Linked DNA regions of Mus musculus: region 2 is linked to region 1. A link is a contact called in public Hi-C data. All regions are on one chromosome and are shown on one strand. Each heading gives the region's core, a stretch centred on a gene start, on an enhancer-like site or on the middle of the called end of the contact. The rest is flanking DNA. Distances are from core to core; before and after follow the strand shown.

Region 1 (5,767 bases), core at 1,198-3,697:
TGGTGTGGCACAGTTAGCTTGAAGCTTACCTTTGCAGAAGACAAGCAGAGTCAGTGGTGCCAACTGCAAGCCTTTCAGTGAAAGACTAAGAGGACATTCCTAGAGCCTGCTGAAGATGAAGTCTGCCTGGCATGATTAGCCTCATTTTCTTCCTGTGGGCACCACTGACTCTGCTTGTCTGCTTGCCTGGTCTTAGCATGTTCACATGCTCCATCCCCAGTTCCCAGGACTGATGGTGAGCTGCAAAAGTCTGACTGTTTGTTTGGACAGCCCATCGCTCTGTTTATTGACCAGGAATGGCTGCCCAGTACGTCACTTCTTAGTCTCTTTCAAGAGTAGAAGGTGTTGCTGTTCTCTGCCCATGGGAAGAAGGAAGTGATATTTAAACTCTCATTCTGGAAAGGTCCCCATGATTGGAGGGTCACATTAAAATGGATTTGGTTTTTTTCTCCCTTGCTTCTATGTTCAGGAGCAGTAGAAGCCCAACCTGTTATCTATGTTAGTGAAGCCTGAGGCTTATGTACTTTGGGAAGCCCTTGGGAAGACAAATAGAAAGTTACACATCAAAATTCTACCCTACATCATTGGATATGACATGCAAATATAAGGGCCTTAGACATAAGCCTATTTAGTGCCTTGCTGAGCTCCCTCTGATCAGTATATAATGATCAGTAATGGTACAAGGATGGCCCCATCAGCTCATATCCACTGTCACCAACATGGTAGAAAGAGATAACAGACTCCCTCAGCTGTCTTCATGTGCACATGCATACCCATGTACACACACATAAATAAGTAAAGGAAAAAAAACTCAATATCAAGCTTTTTTAAAAATATTGAGTGGAAAGAACTAGACAAATTCTAAAGTTCTTTACATAAGTATCCTGACAAAATGTCAGAATGAGAATTTTAAATTACTAGCCAGCACTACCTTCTCCTAGTTTATCTTGTCAGTCAAAGACACATTTTTCAGCATCTTCTCAGAGTATCTGCCAAATGGTCTTTCTATTCCAAACTCTAGTCAACAATCAATGGTACCACTGTCATCTTTTTATATGGTGTATGAGTGCCTATATGGCCTCTGGCAGACACTCCATGTCCTCATTGGGAAATAAGGAGATCCTACAAAGACTTGGGTCCCTAAGGGATGGTCTGAAGAATTATAGGCACACTGGGCAATGTCTCCCTTTCTACTTCTCTACCCTGCCTGCTGTATGCTGAATAACCCCAAGATGGGATTAAAAAAAATGTTGACTTGACTAAAGTGAGACTTATCAACAGAAGCTTGATTCAATAGTCTGGTCCATGCCAAAGGAATTTCTCTCTGGCTTCCACTCTGTCTTGATGTCAATTTTCCTAGATGTCCCAGGTTTTCACCTTGAAACAAAGAAGAAATGGGGAGGAATATGAAGCATGGGGGAGAGGAAGGAAGAAAGAGGAGAGGAAAAAGGAAAGAAAAACTAGTCATTGATTCCTTATACTTTGTCACCATATCATGTTCAATGACAGAGAACACTGGCCAGCCAGCCTGGCCAGTCAGTGAGCCCCGGGTTCAGCCAGAGACCTTGTCTTGTACAAGACTGCTCTAATTTCTTGCTAGTCACATTCCTCAAGAATGAAACCAAAGTAGATTATCATGTGATATGTACTGGAGAGCCAGAAGTAGGGCTTAGTTGTCACCACATGTAACAACAATAATAACTAACAGGTTAGAAATGAGGATATTCCAAACAGTGGAATGGATTTTCTTACCATTAATAGGAATCTCATTTACAATGTTCTTTTGGGGAAGTATCGAGTTGATCGTGGAAAGTGCCATTCAGTGTGCATTTAGATGTTAGGAACATACTGGGTGGCAGACAAAGAAATTGGGGGTATTGTTTGAGGTCTGCCTCCAGCCACTGTGTGATGGTATCTTTGCTTCACCATCTTCATTTCTACAGGTTGGCAAAGGCTGCCTTTACAAGTCCCCAGTGCTGAACCTCTTGGGCTTAGTGAATTAAGCATTCTGGAGAGGAAGCTGGGTTCACTTACATATCTAAAATGGAGTATTACCATCTTCTCCCTGGGAAATTGGTATCAGGTGATGGGCATGGAAAGCTTGTAGGATGATTCTGGGTTGGACAAACAAATTCCCATGGATCTCTTTACTCTTTAACTTGTGATTACATTAAGTAAGCAACTCCCTTTATACTTTTATTCAAAAATAACAAGCTGTGTTTGGAATGCTGGTATCCACTATTTATTACGCTCTCCAACCCAAACACGAAAACATTTGTACTTCTGTTATGACTTCACCTGGTGGCTTTCATTTTCCCTAACATAAAGACGGGGTGAAGCAGAGTAATAGAAAAATAGAAAACATCTTTGTCGGAAAATGAGCTCGCAGCTGTGTAACTGGAGCACACAACCATAAATCAGAATGTCAAATCCAAAACACATGACTTCGTGCAAGTTCTCCATGTGCGCTCTAATGTGACTACAGCCTGGTTGCTATTATGATTTAAAACAAAGTCTTTCATGCTAGAAACAAAATGCGGAATGTGAGCCGCCTGGGGGAGAGAGCTGTGAGCTCGCTAGCGACAGAGTCCTTGCTGTCATTGAGGTGGGCTACAGTATTTCAAGCATGGCTTTGTCAGGTGTGAGGGAACAAGAGGATACAAGAGGAAGCTTGGCAGAGATCTTCGCATGAGGGACGAATTAGCTGGCAGTGTTCAGTGCAGCTTGACAATCCGAAATGAGCTGCATTCGCCTGCCCCCACCCAAGCAGAATCCTGAAGCCAAACACAAAGATTACAGAAGTCTCCCCTTCCTGCCCATCACATAAACAAATGGCCCAGCTGTTACTGCTAGGATCCCAGTTTTAAACTTGGACTTTCTTGTATAAACTTCAATGTAATGGTATTTAAAGTGTCATAGGCAATAAGCATCTAATCCTGCTCAATAAATTGTAGGCTCGTTGCATGAACTCCTAGAGCTGTTAGAGACAGCTGTGCTTTTTTTGTAATTTAAGTCATTCCCAAACCAGGCAGCTCTCCAGGTGTGTTTTCAGACAAACAATGTACACTAGGAAAAGTGACGTGCTGAGTCTCTAGGCAGGGGGAGAGACACAAAAGAGGAAAACCTGAGGTTTAACATGGAAAAACTCAGGGGTCCTGACCTCCCTGAGAGTAATACAGGCCCACCTTCCCTCCCTCTGCTAGGTGAATGGGAGGCCAAATACCTTTGCCAGCACAATCACTATAGTTAACTGTTGGGTCAAAGCCATCTTCAAGTACCAGGAGGGAAAATGACCATTTGGGGGTTCTCAAAACAGAGCCATCAACTTCAAGAACGAGGATTAAAAAAAAGAGGGAGATAGGTCCTCTCTCAACCTCGGTAATAGCTAAAAGGATGGGCCCCATGGTTTCTATTCCCATAGTGGTTTGGAAAGAAGCCCTCAACAGGACCAGAAGAAATTGTAAGCAGGCTTCCTTTAGTTCACCGTCATCACATAGGCCTGCAATTGGTAATTATTAACAATCAAGTGGTAATTACTTCTCAGTCATCACTAAGCGGTAAGTGAATCCTCTTCAGGTGCGTAAAAGCTTCAAGGCCGTATAGTAGTTATTCTATGACTAACTGGTACGCCTGAGTACAGACTCAGGCCAAGAAGCTGCAGCCTGGGGTTCTCCCGAGCTGTTCACTGTTGGTGTTGGCTGATTCAATGAGGCCACGGAGAGGTTTGCCTCCTGGAGTCCATACCAGAACAAAGAGCTTCTTACTGCTTTGGTTTCGCTCGACGTGCACTGCACCTGTCTGGTCTCACCCGCTCGCTCTCTGCACTGTTATGGTGTTACTGTGTGTTATCTTTCAGGCTAAATATATTTTGTGTCTGCCTCGCTGTCAACAATGCAGAGAACATAGAAAAGCAAGGAAGCAGGGAGGATTCTCTGGAGACCTTCTGGGGTGGGTAGAATTTCCTCATCAACAGGCCAGTCCTGAAATGAGTCGATTCATCTTAAGGTTCTGGAAGGCCACTCAAGCTCGCAGGTGGAAGGGGTCTCAGGCTTGCTACAGCTCAGGTGGACGACTGGGAGCTATACCTCTTGCCCCAACAGAAAACTCTGGTTCTGTGTATGAACCCCGACCTGGCACACTGTCCTGAAGTTCAATTCTCCTTCCATGGCCCTGGCACTTGTAGGGCAAAGCCTGGACTTTTATTTAACCTCTGGACTTGCCTTTTCCGGGGTTTCGGGTAGTACTCCTGTTGCTCCTCTCTGAGAATCCAAACCTCAGCAGAACACTTTATGTGGAGGGAGTGGGGTAGGGGCGAAGGGGAGGGATAAGACCATGGTCCACTTATTTTTCAGTTCATAGAGCAAAAGCCCTCAGGCATTACTCAGTTTTAAGAGGAAGCTCAACAGCTCTGCATAGATTAAAGACCAAAGCAAAGAGTCTAGAAATAACTAATCTCCCGGTGTCACTTCAAACAAGTGTGGCATACCAGATATGTGTTATCTGTCAATCAATGAGACCTTCAGCTAGCCAATCAATCCCGTTTCTTCCCTCGATGCAGCTTCTAAAAGCTTACCAGAATATCACCAAATCCACAGATGTAGAGTTCAGAAGTCATTCACCCAGTGCCACAGGTAACATTTTTAAATACATGAATAACCCCACTGAGATGCTGTTTAATGTTTTGAGGGGAAGAACACGCCCCACAGATCAGAATGGTGGGTTTTTTTTTTTTATTTTCAGCTAAGAGCTGGAGAATGAAATTATTAAAGCCATCTTCTGTTCTACTTTAATTCTCACCAGCTTTTTGTGAGTTTACTTTAACAAGTAATGTTTGATTGAATTCAGGCCTGCTTTTGTTTACAAAGTGAACGAGAGCCAGCAAGTCGTGGCCTGGCTAATTTGCACATCCACTGGCTTGGTCTCCTCCCCTTTAAACAAAAATCTGGAGTTTGTGATTTATTGTTGATTTGGTTAGCTCAAATGATTTTAACGGTTAAAATTTAGCTTCCATGCCATCCTTGAGATTTCACCAACAGCATCCAACTGATTTCACTTTGCTGTATGAGGCAGAGCTGACCTCCCACTCAAAGAGAGAGAGAGAAAGAGAGAGAGAGAGAACTAAAAGAAAAGCACATATTACCTCCCAACTTACCAAGATTTCAGATGCCAACAAGAGCTGAGGATGAAAATTCACAGATGGAAAAAAACAAACTCAAGGCTGTAAATCCACCATTGTAGAAACTAAGCTGGTTTATCTGAAACAATGTCCTATCAGCATATTGGTACAATAAAAGGGTAATTGTCGATACCAGCTGCGTCCCTCTGTGTAATTAGCAACCATCATCCTCTGACAGCTGGATAAACTAGAAGTTCTCAACCCCACTAGAGTGCCAGAACCTTCCTGGAGGCCTATTCCTAGGCTGAGAGGCTGCCTGAGAAGTGCAGGGTGAATTCTATATGAACACAAAGTCCCCCCCAGTGGCTCTAGAGATCCCTGCGTCCACACTAGCCTATCTTTGGCTGTGTTTATGCTGCCTTATCTAGTCCCTCTCATCTTCTTTCTTGCTTAACCTCTCCCAACTCTATCAGTATGACTTTTGCCCCTTATTACTTGTGTGTAATATTCTCATGCATCCTGCTGTTGGGACTTGCTTCACGTGATTGTTACACCCTGCCAAAGCTGCTGGACTCTCATAGACCATTGCATTCCATCTTCAGTCAATTTCTGTTCTCCCAGCAGTAAGACAAGGCTCATCCCCAGCCTTTT
Region 2 (5,767 bases), core at 1,469-3,968, 490 kb before region 1:
CACACACACACACACACACACACACACACACACACACACACACACAGAGAGAGAACCAGAAAAAGATACTGGATAAATAGTTTGTTGATATTTCAACTCCAAACTCAAAATGACACTATCATCTCTTTCCATTTTCCTGGATTCCAGGTGGGATAAACCTCCATAATGAAAGTTTGTTATATTTAAAAAATAAATGCAAACAGCCTTTCCAATCACTCTCGGAAATTCTGAACCTAGAGAAACATAGCCATTCCCGTCCACACATTTCCTTATCCTGGGAACGAGTATTGTCATGGTGGTTGTTTGGGCTCCATCCACATTTGTGATCCTTTGAAACATGAGAGGAGTTTTGATTTTGAAAGGTGCCCCACGATTCCCAAGAACTCTATTGGCTCACAGCTGTGGGAATGGCTGCATCTGCTTCGTGTTTATAGCCATCCATCTTCATTCTTTTTGGTAGATAAACTGAAAATAGGAGTAAACATGGCCCTCCCCAAAAAGGATATTTTTGGAGGTTTTTTCGATAAGAATTTTAGTTAAGTGCTTTGGGGGAAAATTACCACAACCCACTTCACTAAGAGCTATTGTTTTGTTTTCTTTGACTGATAATATATTTAACCAAAGAAGAACAATTCAGTTGCCTGGTGATGGGATGATTCAGTTTCTCCAAGGCGGGGTTCAGAGAACCTTAGTCACAGTCACCTGGAGAGTTCTGAAGACTTTAGATTCCTGGGCCCTACTCCAACCCTGTGACTCAGGAGCCTCAGGACCACAACGAGGAAGCTGTGTGTTTAGTGAGTCCTGCAGGTGGTTCCTATGTATCTTCATATGTAAGGGGGCATGATTCTTCAAATCAGCAATCAGTGCTTGATCTTGGGTGAGGTAGCTACATCACCCACCTCCAAGGTTCGGAGAGGAGTATCAGTGGGAGGAAGGATGGGAGAATATGAAAGTCAGAAGATGGAGAGGGATGTCGTGAGATGCTGCCTTCTGGACATGTGGGCATGGATTCTCACAGAATGGATGCTTACCTGCACAAGACCTGCTTAAGCCTAGGACCGCTAACTTCCCATTGAGCCTGAGGAGGGAGACTCATGAGGCCCTCAGTCCTTCCTAAGGAGCCACAGGCAGTTAGTTAATAGATGCTGGGAGGGAAGAGAGTCCTCGGTGATGTAGAGTAAGTTGCCTTTGCTCGTGAAAAATAACCTCTCAGTCAAGCTTATGTGAGCGATTTTAATTCAATACAGTGGGGTACACACAGAGAGGAGCAATTTTAATTCAATACAGTGGGGTGCACACAGAGAGACATGGGTAGGAGGGCTAACTTGTTGGGGAGACAAAGAGGTTCTATGGGAGTGTGAGGGATGTAAGATGTGAGAGGGATTTTATATATATATATATATATGTAATTTTTGAAGGATAAGTAATAAATAACATAAAAATAAATAAAAGAAATTTAAAATGAACAAATTAACAAACAAAAGTGCTTTTGCTCAGGAGTCCCTCTAACTCTGATGAAAGGGTCAGGGCCAAGTTGTCTTGGGAGGTGGGCAGCCCAGTTTAAAACCCAGTGAAAGTGATTTTTCCATCTCCTCAATGTCTCTCGTTTTGTTTGCTCTGTCCCAAAGCTTCCTTCACATGGCACAGCATTTGGAATTGAGGGTCCACCCTGAAGCAGTTTACTGTGGATCCTCTGCTGATGCTCGGCGACCATGAGTTACATTTTAAGAAGAGCTCCTACATTCGGTCAGCACAGTTGCCTGACAGCTCTGGGATATCAGGCAGATCTATGTCTACTTTCCAGGGCAGTGGTTCTTGGACTTTTAACTGCATGGTAGAATCTCGTGGATTTAGAACTCCTCCATCTCAGGCTAAACTCCAGACCAAAGTCATTAAACCTACAAGACAGGATCCAGGCCTCTGAGCTTTGTGACGCTCCCTGGTGATTCCAATGTACCATCAAGGCCAAGGCCTTCCTTCGGTCCTAGGGCATCTGGAGAAAGCACAGATTCTAACATCTGTAGGGATCATCAGTGGCTTTCTCTGCAGACAGAACTCTTCATTTCCTATGGTTAGGGCTATATGCATGGTTTAGAAGGCATTTCTTATGAAAATGTGTTCCAGAGAGAGAGTCTGAACATTTCTTTAGAGTGTTCAGCCACACTGTCGGAGCTCCAGCCCAGTCCACTGTTATTCGAATGAATTGCCGCTGGTATTTAAGCCTTCATCCATAGACTCATGCCAGTGTGTTCTGCCCCTGCCTGGCCTTGAAATACACAACACCAGCACTTCCTTTTGTCTGTATCAAGATGATCTACAAAATTTATCAGTCTTCAGCTCTTTTTTGTCTTCCCAAGAGCCAGTAACAGATCTCCAGTGAGCTGAAACAGGGTAAGTTGTTTTAAACTAGTGACTGCTTAATAAATTAGCCCAAGACGGCTCCTACAGCCAGTTTCCCAGGGTATCAGAGCAACACCGCAAGAAAAATTATTTCCATTAAACACCACAAAAATGTCTTTCCTGTGATACTTCACTAAAAGGGTGACATGTGCAAGAGTCTCAGTCACAAAACAGGAAAGCAATGTTTGAAAGTTAAATTAAAAAGTAAAGCATAGTTAAGATTTTATTGAGCTTAAACTCCACTCCTACCCCCTAAACATATAAATCTGTTCTGGGCTCTATGTCTCCCACTCAGATGGGTGATAAATTTTGGATGCTGGATTCTTATGTCTCTAAAAATAACGTTTACCTACAGTGAAGTGCAACATCTGGGCCCACTGGGAGAGTACAGAGTGGCCTTTTAGGTTAATTGTTTGTGTAGACAGGTTAGGTTTCCCAATGCTGAGAATGGTACCTGTTCTCTTTCTCTTGGCCTCATCCACCGGAGGTGAGGAGGATATCCCTGACTTTCCCATAGGCCTGCTCCTTCATGCAGAATGTCACCATCCATGCTGGGACATTGGGGAGATGGAGTATTTCCCATGTCATTTGAACTGAGGGACCTGCTGTTCCCAGAGCCACCTTGGTTCCTGTGGTTGAGGGGGATTAAAGAGGTTCCCTTCCATACCTCAGTGCTCCATAGTGAGTGCTGTCAGAACTGACCCATGTGTCTGTGACACTCTCAATGGAGTGCCTCTATGTCTCTCTCCCTCAGAAGGAGTTTTTCATTGCCTAGATCTCAGTGGACCTTGGGAAGACCCATGCATGTTGTATAGACTGTCAAAGTAGGAATGGCAGCAAGGTAGACATTAGACTGATCATAGTGAGAACTGTCTGTTTTTCTTTCCAACACTCCACTCCAAAACAGCTAATCCCATGGAAAAAGAGGCCTTATGGAAGAATGTGGTGAAAGCCACCAGCTGTCCGGGCCCATTCTCGAAAATAATAGTCTTCCTTTTCCTTCCTTCCTTCCTTCCTTCCTTCCTTCCTTCCTTCCTTCCTTCCTTCCTTCCTTCCTTCCTTCCTTCCTCCCTCCCTCCCTCCCTCCCTCCCTCCTTCCTTTTGTTCTTTCGTTCTTTCATTCTCTCTTTCTTATTTTATTTTTTTAGAGAGGTAGGAAAGGATAACCCCACAGGCAGTCCTGAAATAAATCTTTAAGATCTCTAAATCTTTGTATAAATTTGAGTCTAAACATTTTTATCCACAATATAAATTTTTCCAGGCACTGACTCAAGACCTGGGAGTTTAGCCTTTCATTTCTCCCCCTTTCCATACCAAATCCTGTTTGTTATTCCCTCTCTCCCACTCTTGTGGCTTCACTGTAAGACCTAATTGCCTCAGTTAGTCTATGGTAAAAGACTCCTTACCCATCATCCCCTGGACTCCAACCTTTAGGAATTAAAGGTCACTTGATACCTTTCCCCAAAGCAACCTCTTTGTTTCACTGTTTGGCACCTATTGCTTCTCCGTCTAAACTTTTAATGGCTCTCCTGTTGACTCAGTAAGGTGGCAGAAATTCATCCAAGTGGTCAAGGACTTGGATGTTTGGTTCCAAATTATATCCTTGGCCTCTGTTGTGTGTTCTGACCACACAGCGCATTTGCGCTCCTTACCTCTCAGCCCCACTTCTGCTTCCTTGTCCTTGGCTTAGACCATTCTCTCTGCCTGCACTGCCACTTCCTCCGATCTCTCCTGGAGGAAAGTCCTTCCTTGTTCTCCAAAGCCCAGCTCACAAATCCCCATTCACTTTCCTGAAGTCTTTTCTAACACTTTGATCAGTCCCCCTGTCTCTGAATGCTTGGTAAAGCCTCCTCTTTGTGCCATCCCATGGACTTTGCTGGGGCAGAGAGGTCTGAAAGGCTGTTAGTGCTTCGCTGAGTGGGATTCCCAAGAGGGCACCCCACCCTCATGTTTTTCACCATCAGTGTGTTGCATGGTTGAATGACTGAAGAAAAGAATAAATGTGTGTGTTGCAGAGACCAGGGTTGTGGTACACACCTGCAATCCAAGGCCCAGGAAAGCTGAGGTAAGGATATGGTGAATTTAGCTCAGCCTAGGGTAGCTAGGAGATGCTGTTTTCAAAAGAAAATCAACACAATAAAATAAGCCAATGTTGTTGCCTTCTCTTCTAGTCTTTAAGAAATTGTAGGACGGACAGCACAAAGTGTAGAATCACTTGTCTAATCTGAGGGCAGCCACTAGTTCTAGAAATGGAGATTTTTGGGGGGAAGGAGATCTTGGGGCCTTTGAGAGAAGGTCAGTTTTAAGGACCATTTATGTGTTAGAGACTTATCTGTATAAATGGATCCTCCTTCATCCCTGGAATGTCTATGCTAGACAGGGTCAGAGGGAAGGGCTTGTCATCATAAATAATGGATTTTAGCACATTTACCAAAGATTGCAAAACTCTGAAAACATGAAGCTCCCAGCTGGCAAGTATGTGGTGTGAGTGGCCCTGGAGCTGTCTGAGCAAGCTAATCATTGGTATGTGTTTGCTCTGGCAACCTGGCAACAGGTCATGAGCCATTTCTGAGTTCATAGACTGAAGGCTAAATGACAACTTAAGAAAGAAATGAATTGAAATGGGACAATGGCTTCTCAATCCTGGTCAGTTAGTATGCATCGCAAGAAGGTCAGTTTGGGAATAAAAGGTAATTTGTGTTTGCTCAAATTATTCTTTTAGGCAGAAGCTCTGGACAAATATAAGCCATCACATTTTCAACAGAACAGGTACACATCTCTACAAGGAAGGCCAATAGTTTTGTTGTCTTGGTTTGCCACCGTACCTTGACTAAATGAGCAAAAACAGACTGGAAAAAGCTCTTCCAAGTTTGTCAGTCAGTCCCCAACTTTTCCCTTAATGTTCAGTGTTTATATGGAAACCTTGTCACTAATTACCTATCTTGTCTCCTAGTCTCAATACTGAGCTACCGTTGGCCTTTTAATTTGTAATAATAGATGAAGAGCGATGTTTTCCCAGTCCATGGGATTATAATGAAGATTAAATAATAGATGTGCCGACACATAATTAAATGGTGCGTTGTGGGCTGGGGAGATAGTTCAATAACAGAACATGGTCTAGCATGGCTGAGGCCTTCTGCCTGTTGGTCCAGCACTGTCCAAAAACAAAACCACAGCAACCTCATCCTGCTTGGAGTGTACTGAAATGTCCCCTGCAGAGTCCTTTGCCAAGCCTGACATGTACTGAAATGTCCCCTGCAGAGTCCTTTGCCAAGCCTGAGGTCTGGAGGCACTTTTGTTGAGGGGTTCTGGAAATTGTAGGAGGTTGGCCTTAGGTGGAAAAACTAGGTAATCAGAGACAGACCCT

The links. A called contact is a pair of places that touch in the nucleus more often than the background predicts.
Region 2: a Hi-C map of nephron progenitors shows a contact between it and region 1, with 1.6 times the contacts expected there. The contact joins two enhancer-like sites. A contact is called at or near these places in 1 of 15 datasets of contacts at CTCF or cohesin (the NIH/3T3 cell line) and 3 of 484 Hi-C or Micro-C datasets (liver and nephron progenitors).

What each region holds. Positions count from the first base shown.
Region 1 is chr14:46,016,616-46,022,382 of GRCm38.p6, reverse strand. No RefSeq gene overlaps it. Among named protein-coding and RNA genes, the nearest start is that of Gm34499, 200 kb to the left of the region's middle. Within about 2 kb of position 2,447, at least 21 of the 459 cell types and tissues checked have an H3K27ac peak or open chromatin away from gene starts, as enhancers often do. A contact at or near this core is called in nephron progenitors, where this site is marked.
Region 2 is chr14:46,511,427-46,517,193 of GRCm38.p6, reverse strand. No RefSeq gene overlaps it. Among named protein-coding and RNA genes, the nearest start is that of E130120K24Rik, 32 kb to the left of the region's middle. Within about 2 kb of position 2,718, at least 6 of the 459 cell types and tissues checked have an H3K27ac peak or open chromatin away from gene starts, as enhancers often do. A contact at or near this core is called in nephron progenitors, where this site is marked.